Linked DNA regions of Sus scrofa: region 2 is linked to region 1. The links are chromatin contacts, called in public HiChIP or PLAC-seq maps. All regions are on one chromosome and are shown on one strand. Each heading gives the region's core, a stretch centred on a gene start, on an enhancer-like site or on the middle of the called end of the contact. The rest is flanking DNA. Distances are from core to core; before and after follow the strand shown.

Region 1 (6,391 bases), core at 2,860-5,359:
CAATATATGAAACCATTCATCACTGCAGACTCAAATGACAGTCTATCTGTCTGGAGCTCACATCGACTGCTCCCCAGACCCCTTCAGACTGGACTTCTGATTTCTTTTTTCCTTCTGACCCTGAATTCGGAAGAGTTTCTTCCTGAGATCCTTCTGTCGCTTCAGTTTCTCTTCTTCCTCCTTCTGCTTCACTTTGAAGTGTTCTTTGTTGTGTAGATGCCGTTGCTCCTTGGCCTTCTTCATCTTCTGACTATGCACTGTACTCAGAGCATCCAGCAGCGCAAGGATCTGACAAGGGTAAAACCCAGTGAGCATCAGAATATTCTCACAGTTATAGCATGCTTTCCATCTAAGTTTCAGGAGGCCTAAACACCACAGCTGACTGCATCAAAACTAGGACCAATTCATGATCCAAATGAATATCAACCTAGTGAAAATTTATTCCGAACTAGGAAGTTATAATTTGCATGGAAATACAAATAGGAGCATATTTACTTGGCAAAATACTTAAATAATGGCCTTGACCACAAAACCATCTTTGTTACTCTGGGTACTATGTACAGCTAAGAGTGATTTGCCAGCTGTGTGCCTATTATTCCCCATTAAAACGTATAAGGCAGAACATGACTAAACAAAAGGGAAATGGACTCTGGCCTTTCTTCTAACTTCAGATCTAGTGCCTTGAATAAGTCTGGCCTTTATCTTTTCCTGATGAAAAATGAGAATGCAGTAGAAATGCCAAGTGTATTACTGAAAACATTATTTTCACTTCTAAAAGCAATGTGCTGGAAGCCATCCCTTGACAGTACCTTCCTTTCATGAGGCTCCCGTATGACGGCTGGTCTCAGTCTGTCCTTTGGAGTCTTGCCTGCCTTTGCTTGGGTCTTGGGCTTGCTCTTAAATGGCAGGGCCTTCTGCAAAGCTTTTGGAATATGCAGTGAATTAAAATGTTTCTTTTGCCTTATAATTGGCTGGAAAAGAAAAAGAAAAAGAAAACAAAGACTGTGAAATATCTAAATTATCATCTAGTGCATTAAAACTCACATAAAATCTTCTCAATGGATTGATTTTTCCACAAGATTAGTAACATCAGAGTTTCCAATAGATCATCATCAGAAATGAGGACTCAGTCATTCATCAAATATAAATTGCCTTGATGAGCATGCATAGATAGCCACAGCCAAAACAAAGGAATATAAAGAATATACATATTTACAATTCTTCCAAGAAATCAACTGTGCACATTTCTGTAGTATGGACAATGGGGTCTCAACAGAGCAGATGAAAAGATCCAAAATTTCTACTAATGGAAAATGAAGGCCTTATGTTGGGGGACTGAAATGGTTTTTTTCTAGCCTAATCTAGCTTTTCATCTTGACTATCAACCTCTCTGGATTTAAGGACATGGTTCTTTCTCCAGGCAGCAACCAAAGTGTCCCCATCCCTGATTCTCATTAAGAAGTTTAACTTCATTCTATTTTTAGTAGAAGGCTAGCTGAGAAAAAGATTTAAATGACAAATGAATGCAAAACTCCTCTACATTCAGTTTTCAAGCTAACCAAATTCTATGCTTAATTGAGATGACCAAAATTTTTAACTGTCTCAGAAGCAGTTCAAAGTTTTGCCCTAAACCTTTTCCAAGGTTGACAACTATATAAATATTTCTTCTATACCCTTAAATTTATTGTTAAAGACATCACCCTCTCAATATTCTCTGTTTAAGAAACTTTTGAAAGAACTCAGAGAAATCTCTTTTTCAAAAAAAGAGTAAGCACCACATACTAGACAATAGGTACTCTGTCCTGAAGTATACAGTGTGTGTGTGTGTGTGTGTGTGTGTGTATTTTGGTGTTCTTGTCTTTTTAGGGCTGTACCTACGGCATGTGCAGGTTCCCAGGCTAGAGGTCAACTCAGAGCTATAGCCACTGGCCTACACCACAGCTCACGCAATGCCAGATCCTTAACCCACAGAGCGAGGCCAGGAATCGAACCCATGTCATCATGGATGCTAGTTGGGTTCACTAACCGTTGAGCCATGATGGGAACTCCAAAGTATATTTTAAGAGAAATTCATGGCAATATGATCCAAATTTTATTAACTGCTTTACAGAAAAACTAATTCGTGGAAAACTTCCATTTCTAGCAGAATGGAAGACTGAAACCCTGAACTACCCTCTTATTACAAAACAATTAAATCTTCTGCATTAACAAATCTTTTCAAATGCATTGTTAAGCTGTGAATGAAATAATGGAAGTTCTCAGAGGCCAAAATCTGAATGAAAATGATATTTGAGACAGGAACAGAGAACTTAAAAAAGACTAGGAGTTCCTGCTGTGGCACAGTGAGTTAAGGATCTGGTGTTGCTGCAGCTGTGGTGAGGAACTCTGTCACTCAGTCACTCAGAGTTGGTCTCTGGCCCAGGAAATCTCCACATGTCACAGATGGGCCCGAAAAAAAGGAGAAAAAAATACTAGGAGTGCCTGGCGGTTCAGCAGGTTAAGGATCACAGCAGTGGTGTCACTGCTGTGGTTCTGGTTACTGCAATGGGGCGGATACAATCCCTGGCCCAGGAACTTGTACATGCTGCAGATGCAGCCAAAAAAAAACCCCCCACCGATGAGGCCAACTACTGGAAACGATGTGGAACAGCTAGAAAACTAATAAGCTGTTGGAGCCTAACCTGGTATGAGCTCTGAATACTACAACCATCACACACTGCTGTTGAACACATGTACCCTGGCAATCCCACCCACAAGGATCTACATAACAGAAGTGTGTGCACATGTATGCCAAACAAGTTGCATATAACTGTTCAGGGCAGCTCTCATGATAGCCTAAACCTGGAAATACTGTCCCTTGATGGATAAACTGACACTGTCATACAATGAAATTCTACTCAACAATAACAAAAAATAAATGTCTGCTATATACTAGAACATGAATGAATCTCATAATACTGAAGGAAAGAAATCAGGCAAAATACTATATATTTTATAAAACTCAAAAAAAGGTGGAAGGAATTTACACGTCAGGAACTAAGATGATGGCTGGTTTGAAATGGAGGTGGGATAGTGAGTGACTGACTGGGAGAGGTCACAAGAGGGCTTCTTTTGTGCTAGTAATTCTCTTGCTTGATCCAGGTGATGGCAACTTTTATGTACTAAAATTCATTGAGTTGTATATACTTTTGATTTGTGTGTGAATTTCTGTATGTTAACATTTCAATAAAAAGCTTATTAAAACTTTCAAGAAAACACATACTTCCACATTGTTTCAATAAGAATTAGCACATTAATGTTTTTAAAAGTAATATGTGTATATGGTACAAAAAAAATAGTCTGAGGTGAAGACCACCACTTTTCCTGTGTTCCTTCCAAAATAGTCTACGAATATACGACATGTTTATTCAAATTTAATGTTAGACTTTCTACTTGAAAATTCAAACCATGAGAATATTACAGCATATCTTCTGGATGACACTATCTATAGAGCACATGTGTGACTATACCTTATACAGAGAATCTTTGTTGGGTTTTAGTTTGATGCCATGGACAAGCCGGAGTTGACCAGTTGTCCGCATTCCTGACCAGGTGTCTTTCTCACCAACTGGTTTCAACAAAGATGTTACAGGGTTATAGAAGGCTGGAACGGAGACAGGATACCAAGTTCTCATGAAGACAATATCTGGAAAGAGAAGAAATTTACATTAACACTTTCTTCCCTCCCACCCCTTTTAAGGCCACATCTGCAGCATATGGAAGTTCCCAGGCTAGGGGTTGAATTGGAGCTGTAGCTGCCGGCCTATGCCACAGCCCTAGCAACTCGGGTGCAGTTTTCGGCAACGCCGTATCCTTAACCCACTGAGCAAGGCCAGGCGTCAAACCCACATCCCTATGGATACTAATTGGGTTCTTAACCCACTCAGCCACAATGGGAGCTCCATATTAACATTTTCAAAAGATTCATATTCATCTCAGTAAATAAGAGAACAAAATACTGACCCCAAACTTCTCCAGCTAGATGCAAAGTATTTGAAGAGAGACTTTGCCCAGTGAACTACTCTTTCATTGGGTGTGTCAATCATATCCACACCCATAAAACTTTCACTGGGTGAATCACATGGCTCTAGACACAGCATGACTTGGCATAATACCCAAGATGCTCCAACTAGGGAGAGCTATAGCTGACTCCTGTTTCTAAAGACTTAAAACTGCCACCTGTACTTCATACTGGCTAGAAGCCAATAGTGAATGGTAACACAACGTTAAAAACACACCACAAAGGATATTTACCACTCATCAGCAATTTATCCTCAAAGGTGGCCCGGAAAGCTCCTTCTGGAGCCCTGAGTGCCTTCTTGATCTGTCCCCTTATTCCACTGACAGTTCGAATCACAGCACCTTCAAATTTGGCCACTTCCAAGGCAGAATTAAACATTCCCTATAAGTATATATATAAAAGAAAACAAATATACATACAAAGTTAGATATTTTACCTCTCAGTTCATAAATATATCCTTGGTTAAAAAACAAAAAAAATAATTCATTGGAATTACTAGGTCAAAAGGAATACAATTCTATTTTCCCTCAAATAAAATATTAATCAAGATTCTATTGTAGGCACTAACATGCTCATCACTACCTTTGTAGAAAAGAAGATCAAAAAGATATTTATTGGACTGAAGTGGCCCCGATGGCCTTTGCCATCATCTCACAAAGCTGGACTACAGCTCTTATCCTATTACTTAGGTGTACACACTCAGAAAATAAAGAGAGCTGGATAAATGCTGATGGTAGTATTCCCTTATAAGAACATTTCGTGATCGATCATCTTAACTCTGTGTTTTTAATGGAAACATCCCCTGCTAAAGAAATTTTCAGTAGGTGTTGCCCAAACTACCCTTCTATGATATACTGCATTAACAGAGTGTCCATTTCTCTGTACCCTTGCCAACAAGTACTTCTGCAAATTGCTTTGTCTATTTTTCTAATGATCTGTTTGAAAATGCTATGATTTTCCCCTCTCTTAATACAAACCGAAAAGGTAGGAAACAAAACCCAGTGAATAGGATTACATATTTTCAATATTAGCTCTGCAACAGCCTCATATGGGAGTAAAAAGTAATAGCCTCAATCACCAAATATCTCTATTTTACTTCACCTAAAGATTTCTGAACATATTAAGTAACACAGAGACTAATATATAGAAGTAAACTAAAAATATCAAAGACTAAGATTATGAAAGATTTCAAGCACTTTTCAGACTTATCTCTTAGACCTATATTAGAATTCATTACTCCTTTAACAACATATTAAATACGTGAATACACAGATATACAGACCTTAATGAATGAAGTGTTCTTGAAAATTTTATATGGAAAGCCAGTTAGCTTTAATTTCTTCACAATTTTTATAGATTTATCCAGATCAAGGACAACTCCTGTGGCAGCTATCCGGAAATCAGGCTAAAAAGGAATCCCCAAAATCTGATACAGGAATACTATCAGCAGGAGAAAAACTTATTTCTCTCTAATGCAATAAATTACCAAAGTGCATTTCACTTACAATCACATAAGAAAAATGAGAATATCTGAACATGCAAAACAGTATTTTAACAAAATCTATTTGATAGTATAATACTGTAATACTATTATACTATACTACTGTCTGAGGGTGATTTCATAGTAACACAGTTTCACAATGATGCATGAATGAAAAGGAATATGAAAATCTGGTTACAATGTTTGAGAAATTAAATTTTAGACATTCAGGGTGGATTCCAATTGCTCATTATTCAGTTTTCTGTTAAATGGAGCCAATAAAACCTGCTCTGATTGGTCAAATGAAGACTGTGTGAACATACTTTGCTAAACCAGCATTACTGGTGGTAGTCTTATGTCTAGTAGTACCTGATGTATATACCACAACTTAGCAGAGTGCTAAGCTCATAGTGAGCACTGCTAAAATATTTTTAGCATGTCCATAAAAACATAAAAATACAGAAATGTCATCAGTACCATTAAAATTCTTTTACTTCCTTCTTCTCCACTCCCATACTTTACTTAAAAAGACGTACGAATATTGAAAGCAAAGAGAAGTTTACTACAAATACTAAAAATGAGTAATTTTCAACTTAAAGTTTCAGGTACATATTCCATATTCAAGACATATTTCTGAAACTCAGTCTATAAAATAAAACATCCAAGATAGTTACCATTATGCCACTGACAGACTGTATTGCCAAGAACCCAGTACCCTGTGGAGTGATAGGACCTTAAAGAAAAAAAAAAAAAAAAAAAAGAAAGAAATACATTGAACCATACATTCTGGATTCCATTTTATATATAGACTCCAATCCAAAAAAGAAAAATCTTATGAACTGGGATTTCAT
Region 2 (6,391 bases), core at 2,235-4,734, 300 kb before region 1:
TGGATGAAGCACACCTATGTACCGAGTTTTAATCCTGATCGATATGGGTTGAGATGAGGAGGCCTCACTGGTTGGGGTCCATTTTGTACATACCTTTTATGAAAAAAAGAAAAAAGGAATTATTTCATGCATCAACCTTTGGCACTTAAAAGTTTTTGTTTGTTTTTTTTTTTGGTTTATTTTAAATAACAGGGCAGGGCCCTGCTTTGGGGAGGGGTGGGGAAAGAGTATCATGGGGGATGGCATCCATGATAACATCTTATTCTAATGAAATGTAGATTTTTATTTTCTACTTTTGATTATTAACATCTTACAAAAAAAAATATTTAAAAAACCCAACCAAAACCAACGTGAGCCCTGCCTACCTTCCAGCCAGTGTCTCTGATGTCGGGGTTAGTGCCTTAGAGGGTCCTGGAGGGCCGGTCTCCCGCTCTGTCGTGGCCTGCAGCCAGCTCTGCCCTGGGCCACAAAGGCGCCTGCCCTCAAAGCCTAGGCCAGTGAGGTCCCGGCATGAAGGACTAGGGTGGCCAGGAGGTCTCATTTGCGTACTTCTGGAAGCGAACCTTGAACGCGGGCTTTCCAAAGTTTACATTTTCATGTTCCTTTATCAGGGATTTATGGGGGTCAGGGGGGAGGGCAGGGGGATACCTGGCAGCATATTTTCTGTTGGAATTACGTCCGGCAAGTTATTCTTCAACTACTTTTTGGGAAAAGAGGAAATCTAAAATAACGTAAGGAGGGGAGTCGTGGAATTGTCGGTTTTCCAGGCTGTGACTGAAAGAGACTTAGCTGTAATAAGGCGAATACAAAGTACAGTTAAGGATGGGGTTCAAGCTGGCTTTCAATGTCCCCACTTCAAAGTGAAAAGAAGCACCTCACCAATCAGGCTCCTCCCTCCTTCTGCGCAGGGGAGCGCCCCTGCTAGAATCGGAGACAGAAACATTAGCCAGTATCCGCTGGAGCCCTCTCACCTAACACTGCCCAACATTTGGAGGTTTTTTCCACACCCAAACGCGAGGGGTACACTCCGTTTTCTTTCTGACGCCCTGGCCCCTAAGAGGCCAGAAGCGGGCAGTCCACGCGATGCGCTCCCCCTCGTGGCAGGGCTCTCATTCCGTACCGATTTGGAATTACTCACCCTTGTTTCTCTCCGCACACCCGTCTTCTGCCAGCTGGGAGTCCTGGCTGAGGCCGGGGCAGCAAGTTGCTAATTCCCAAACCTCCGAGGAGAGCTGGGGACGTGAAGGCGAAGCCTTAGGAGGGAGGTGGCTTTGTGATCGCTGCTGATGTCACCCTCGGCCCTGGGTGGAGCAAGGATATTCTTTACACTGTATTGTCACAGTGTTTTTGCACTTTTCAGATGTTCTAGATAGTACATATTGTATATTGATAGTACATACTGCTTTGTTTATGTATTTGAGATAAAGAAAGGTTTAAAACTTGAGAATATATATTTGGAATACGATGTTAGATCCTTTTCTGTCCACGTGTTCAGGAGTTTTCCCATCAGTGTGCACTTTGCTGGGTCATCAGTTCTAGTCCCTACCTGACACAGTGTCCACATTTGCTACTTTATCTTCCCAATTTGATACACACCCTAACTGTGGCGTTTTGGTACCTCAAGATGAACTCTGAGGATAAAGCTGTACTATAATGCAGGATGTCAGCTGTTGGTGTGACTGGACGTACTTGCATCAATAAAAGAACATGTCACTCCCCTTGTGTGCCTCTTCTCTGTGGGGACTGGTAAGGACGGGCAGCTCTGATGCCGGCAGGAGGCAGGGGGTGGTTCCCAGGCCAGGGAGGAAGAGACTGGCAGGACCCCCCTACAACACTTTCAGAGATGGATCAAGGAGTTCTCACCTCCACACTCTGACAAAGCGCTTTTCAAATAATGCAAAACAAGATAGCACTGTACAGAGACAGGTCCTATCCTGCTTTCCTCAAAGGTCCGTGTTCAGAGAGATGTCACGAGCAGCTTGAGTTACATGGTCATGTAAGTTCAGGACACCTACCTTAGATGATTGCCAAGGTTCCTTTCCTGCAGGACTCATCACAACCCTCAGGGTCTCCTGGGGCTGGGGATGTTGGGGCTCCCCGCTGACATCTTGCTGCAGGGAGGCATGCAGAACGCAGTTCTTTTTGTTCCAACAGGTCACACTTGAAAAGCTACAGAGAAGGGATTTATTGAGGGGGTACACAGGAGCTTGTGCAAGTGAAGGAGAGGAACCAAGACACTGCTCTTCTCTGGTCCATCCCACCAGAGAAGAGCAGTGTCTTGTCCTGTCCTCAGTGCCCAGGCTGATGAGGTCTGCTCACCAGACCTGACTGTGCTCCTTCGCAGCCAATTCAGCCCATTAGAACAGCGCTGCCCAGCAGAAAGCTTTCTGCACTGAGGGGGTATTCTGTACCTGCACCATCCAGCATAGTGGCTGATGGTCACACAGAGGGACTGAGTGCTGATAGTACTACCGAGGAACAGAATTTCTAATCTTGTTTACATATTTTTTTTTTTAATAGCTACACCTGTGGCATATGGCAGTTCCCAGGCCAGGGGTCGAAATGGAGCTGCAGCTGAAGCCTATGCCACAGCCATGGCAACACCAGATCCAAGCCACATCTGCAACCTATGCCACAGCTTGTGGAAAGGTCAGATACTTAACCCACTGGGCGAAGCCAGGGATCGAACCTACATTCTCACAGAGACAATGTCAGGTCCTTAATCCACTGAGCCACAATGGCAACTCCTTATTTACGTTTAAATAGCTAATGGCCACCATGCTGGATACAAGGCTAGGCCTGGGGGCCTCATCATCTGTTGCCCCTCCATGTACCTTGTGGAGTCCCTTGAAGATGCATAAGTGAGTTTTGGGTAAAGGACAACACTTTTTAGGTTTTTCCATTCAATGGCACCCTTGATTTCTTGGTAAAGTTACTTTTGGAAGTTTCTACCTACCTCTGCTTAGTCTGTGTCTTAGATGCAGAGCCTGAGCTGGGAGCAAGAGGTAAGCTGGCCTGGCTAGCCCCGGCACTGTCCTTCACCCGGGGGCAGGCTCTCCAGGCAGTGTCCTCAAGGTGTGGGTCCCAGCCTGGCAGCCGTAGCCACACTGGAAACTTGTCTGAGATGTTTCTGGGCCCCCACTGTAGACCTGCTGAACGGTAAGTGCGGGGGTGGGGATCCCAGGCAAGTGTGAGCAGGGATCCCAGGAGGTCCAGTTCTGCAGGAGTTGGCTCCGGCCTCCCTCATAGCCCAGGTCTCCAAGGGGCACGTTACCACTCAGGCACTAGGCTTACACTCGTGCACGTTCACCTCCTCCAGTATATTCTCACATGCAATCTCTGAGAGTATCTCTGAAGAGCATCACGTCTTCCTGGTGAGTGGCGCTTGTGCTCCTCCGGAACCTGCCCCACCTTCCACATCACAGGGCTGGAGTCTTCGCTGTTTCTGTGTAGGAGCCTCTTGAGTAGCTGTGTGGCCAGTGACCAGCAGAGGGCGCAGTTCCTATCTGTGCAATGACTGAGGGCTCCCTTTCACTTCCCATCCACCTTTCAGGAACAAGTCTATGTTACAGCATCAGATATGACAGGAAGCTAAGCTAAGGATCTCTACCAAGGCCATAGCCACTTCTATGACAAGACTTGGTTTTTTGGTGAAGTATACACCTACCACACTCACACATTTGTAAAATGTGTTATGTTCTTTGGGAAGGCAAGACAGGACTTAAGTGTAAAAGCAAGGAATGAAGAGCTCAACTTATAGAGTCCTCATTTCCAGTTCCCAGCTGGGTACCCTTAGACAAGGTCTCTACATTTTTCAGCTTCCATTTCCCCAGGATTAAAATGGAATTACAGTACTCTAGACCTCATGAGGCTATTGTAATGTTTGTTGTATATGGCAGAAAGTGCGATGCTTGGCTCACTAGAAGCGGTCAGTGTGAGCTGTGTACCAGCAGTGGTGCCCCTGATAAAATGGACCACTTCTGCCACAGAGAGAAATCCTTCAGGAAAAGTGAAACAAAGGATTATAAACACCCTTCTCAAAGGAATAACGGAAGCCTTGGTCAATACAAATATATTCCAGCATTACCAAAGAATCACTTAAGTATCAAATTTAACCAACTATAAACATAAGAAAAATATGAAAACATAGGGAAAAACATGAAAAGATTCAAAGCTGGGATTTAAAACTACTTTCTAAATGAAATACTACTGGTAACTTTAGCCCATGCCAACATAATGTCTATCTCAAAGAGGATGTCATGATACTGTGAGGGAGGTAAGGGGCTGCCAACCCCCCCACAAGTATCTACCTCCGCATACCTAGGACTCTCAGGTATGGAGCTTCAGCAACAATGTTAAGGGAACAATGCTGTCAAGACTATGAGAAATTTAAGCACCTCTTCATCTCTGGCAGCATGAAAGACTAACTGCTTTCCTGTTGAAACCAATGGAGTCCCTTATGCAAAATTTTAACCTCCAAGTCAAGGGGGATAGTCCAGAGCCTGCTTGCTCGAGAAGGGTCAGGTAGGAGACTCTAGCTGACATCCCAAAAAACCACCCCTCCCTGTGATGGTGAATTTGAAATAAAATGCTCCTACTCCAACCCCATCAAGGAGGTTAAGAAAAATTGTCTGTTTTGAACCTCAGCACTGAATGGAGATGGGGAAATTTTACCCCAGATGATTTATAACCACAAGTCAGTAAGTGTCACAAAGTTTTACAGCACAAATCACACTGGTCAAAAAATACTTTTTTTTTTTTGCCCATGCCTGTGGCACGCTGAAGTTCCCAGGCCAGTAGCCAAACTGGAGCCATAGCCATGACCCAAGCAGTTCAGTGACAACTCTGGATTCTTAACCTACTGAGCCACAAGAGAAGTGTAGAAACATTTTTTTTTTTTTTTTGGATGCGCCTACAGCATGCAAAAGCTCTCAGGCCAAGGATTGAATCCGCAACACAGCATTGACAACACCAGATCCTTAACCCACTGAGCCACCAGGAAACTACTGGTCAAAAAAATTTTAAGCTGAGAATTTAGTCTAATATGGCCCTTAATCGGTACCATCCCTAAGTTACCCAGTAGAAGCAAAACTTCTGACCTATATTCCAGCTTAAAAAGTCTCTCCTTAGCTGTGTCTAATATTCTGTTAAACACACCAGCTGTATTTTAAAAATTTATTTTCATTTCTAGATGCTCTATTTGGTTCTTTCCCAAATCCATTTGGACAAAGTTCTGTAGCGATTACCAGATTGTAACACAGAAAGACAAAGTTTGGAAAATATGAAACAGGTTTAACATATGTTATCAGAGTTATAGAAGGAAAGAGAGAATAAGCCAGAGACAATGAAAATGTAATAGCTGAGAATCTTTCAGAAATAACAAAAGACAACAATTTGAGAAGCCAAAAGATTCTCATGTAGGATCAGAAAAAAATAAATCTGCACACAGACATATCAGAGTGATACAGAATAGGGATAAAGAGATTTTAAAGACAGCCAGAAAAAAGAAGGCTGATTACCTTCAAAGCCAATGGAGTTCCCATTGTGGCTCAGCGGTTAACAAAACTAAGATCCTTGAGGATGCGGGTTCGATCCCTGGCCTCCCTCAGTGGGTTAAGGATCTGGTGTTGTTGTGAGCTGTGGTGTAGGTCGCAGACGCAGCTTGGATCCCGCGTTGCTGTGGTGTAGGCTGGCAGCTACAGCTCCAGATTCCACCCCAGCCTGGGAACTTACATATGCTGAGGGTGCGGCTGTTTAAAAAAAAAAAAGACCAAAAAAAGCATACATATAAACTGTTAAGCTATATAGCGGACTTCACAACAGAAATAACTGAAGGCATAAGACAGTGGGATAATAACATCAAGGTGCTGTGGAATTAAAGAAACCTCAGCTAGAGTTAAGAGAGTTGGAACAGGCCTGGTGGGGCAGTTCTCGTACCCAGCTACACATCATCAATTACTCCAAACAGGGAGAGAGGAAGCAAACATCTCCATCAAAGGAAGGTGTTGCCTGTTTTACAACCAAGTAGGAAGAAAATTTCTCTCCCCTGAGGACAGTCCAGCCAGGAGGAGGCTATAGCAGCCCACCAATGAGAAGCCTTCATACTCTGGATTCCCAGCTTCCTACAGGGAACTCTTTGGTCATTACGGTCCCTCCCACTGCTCCCTTTACCTGATAGAAGCAAGTTTCCTTTCCTTGTTCTCTCATTTGCCTGTGGTCTGCCATAGTTCAGGTATCTGTACATGGAACTGCAATTCCTTTGGCTATTCCTGAATAAACTTGCTTTTGCTCATACAATAACTTTTTGATTATTAAAGTTGACAGTACTAAAGATTTTTCAACCTAGAATTCTTTTTTCTTTCTTCTCTTAAACTAATTCTTGATCTTGATT

Evidence for each region. HiChIP or PLAC-seq counts read pairs in DNA pulled down with a chosen protein or histone mark.
Region 2: an H3K27ac HiChIP or PLAC-seq map of alveolar macrophages shows a contact between it and region 1. The contact joins two enhancer-like sites. A contact is called at or near these places in 13 of 47 Hi-C or Micro-C datasets (alveolar macrophages, embryonic fibroblasts, heart right ventricle and 7 more) and 1 of 2 datasets of contacts at active chromatin or transcription factors (alveolar macrophages).

The regions. Positions count from the first base shown.
Region 1 is chr14:61,119,354-61,125,744 of Sscrofa11.1, reverse strand. It overlaps BMS1 (ribosome biogenesis protein BMS1 homolog), which reads right to left. Exons shown (of 24, transcript XM_005670994.3): 19 at 6,215-6,273; 20 at 5,343-5,465; 21 at 4,294-4,441; 22 at 3,510-3,685; 23 at 810-971; 24 at 1-288. The coding sequence ends at 58. Among named protein-coding and RNA genes, the nearest start is that of BMS1, 66 kb to the right of the region's middle. Within about 2 kb of position 4,109, at least 4 of the 83 cell types and tissues checked have an H3K27ac peak or open chromatin away from gene starts, as enhancers often do. A contact at or near this core is called in alveolar macrophages, where this site is marked.
Region 2 is chr14:61,420,149-61,426,539 of Sscrofa11.1, reverse strand. RASGEF1A (ras-GEF domain-containing family member 1A) reads left to right here. Exons shown (of 13, transcript XM_005670996.3): 13 at 1-1,718. Among named protein-coding and RNA genes, the nearest start is that of CSGALNACT2, 51 kb to the right of the region's middle. Within about 2 kb of position 3,484, at least 6 of the 83 cell types and tissues checked have an H3K27ac peak or open chromatin away from gene starts, as enhancers often do. A contact at or near this core is called in alveolar macrophages, where this site is marked.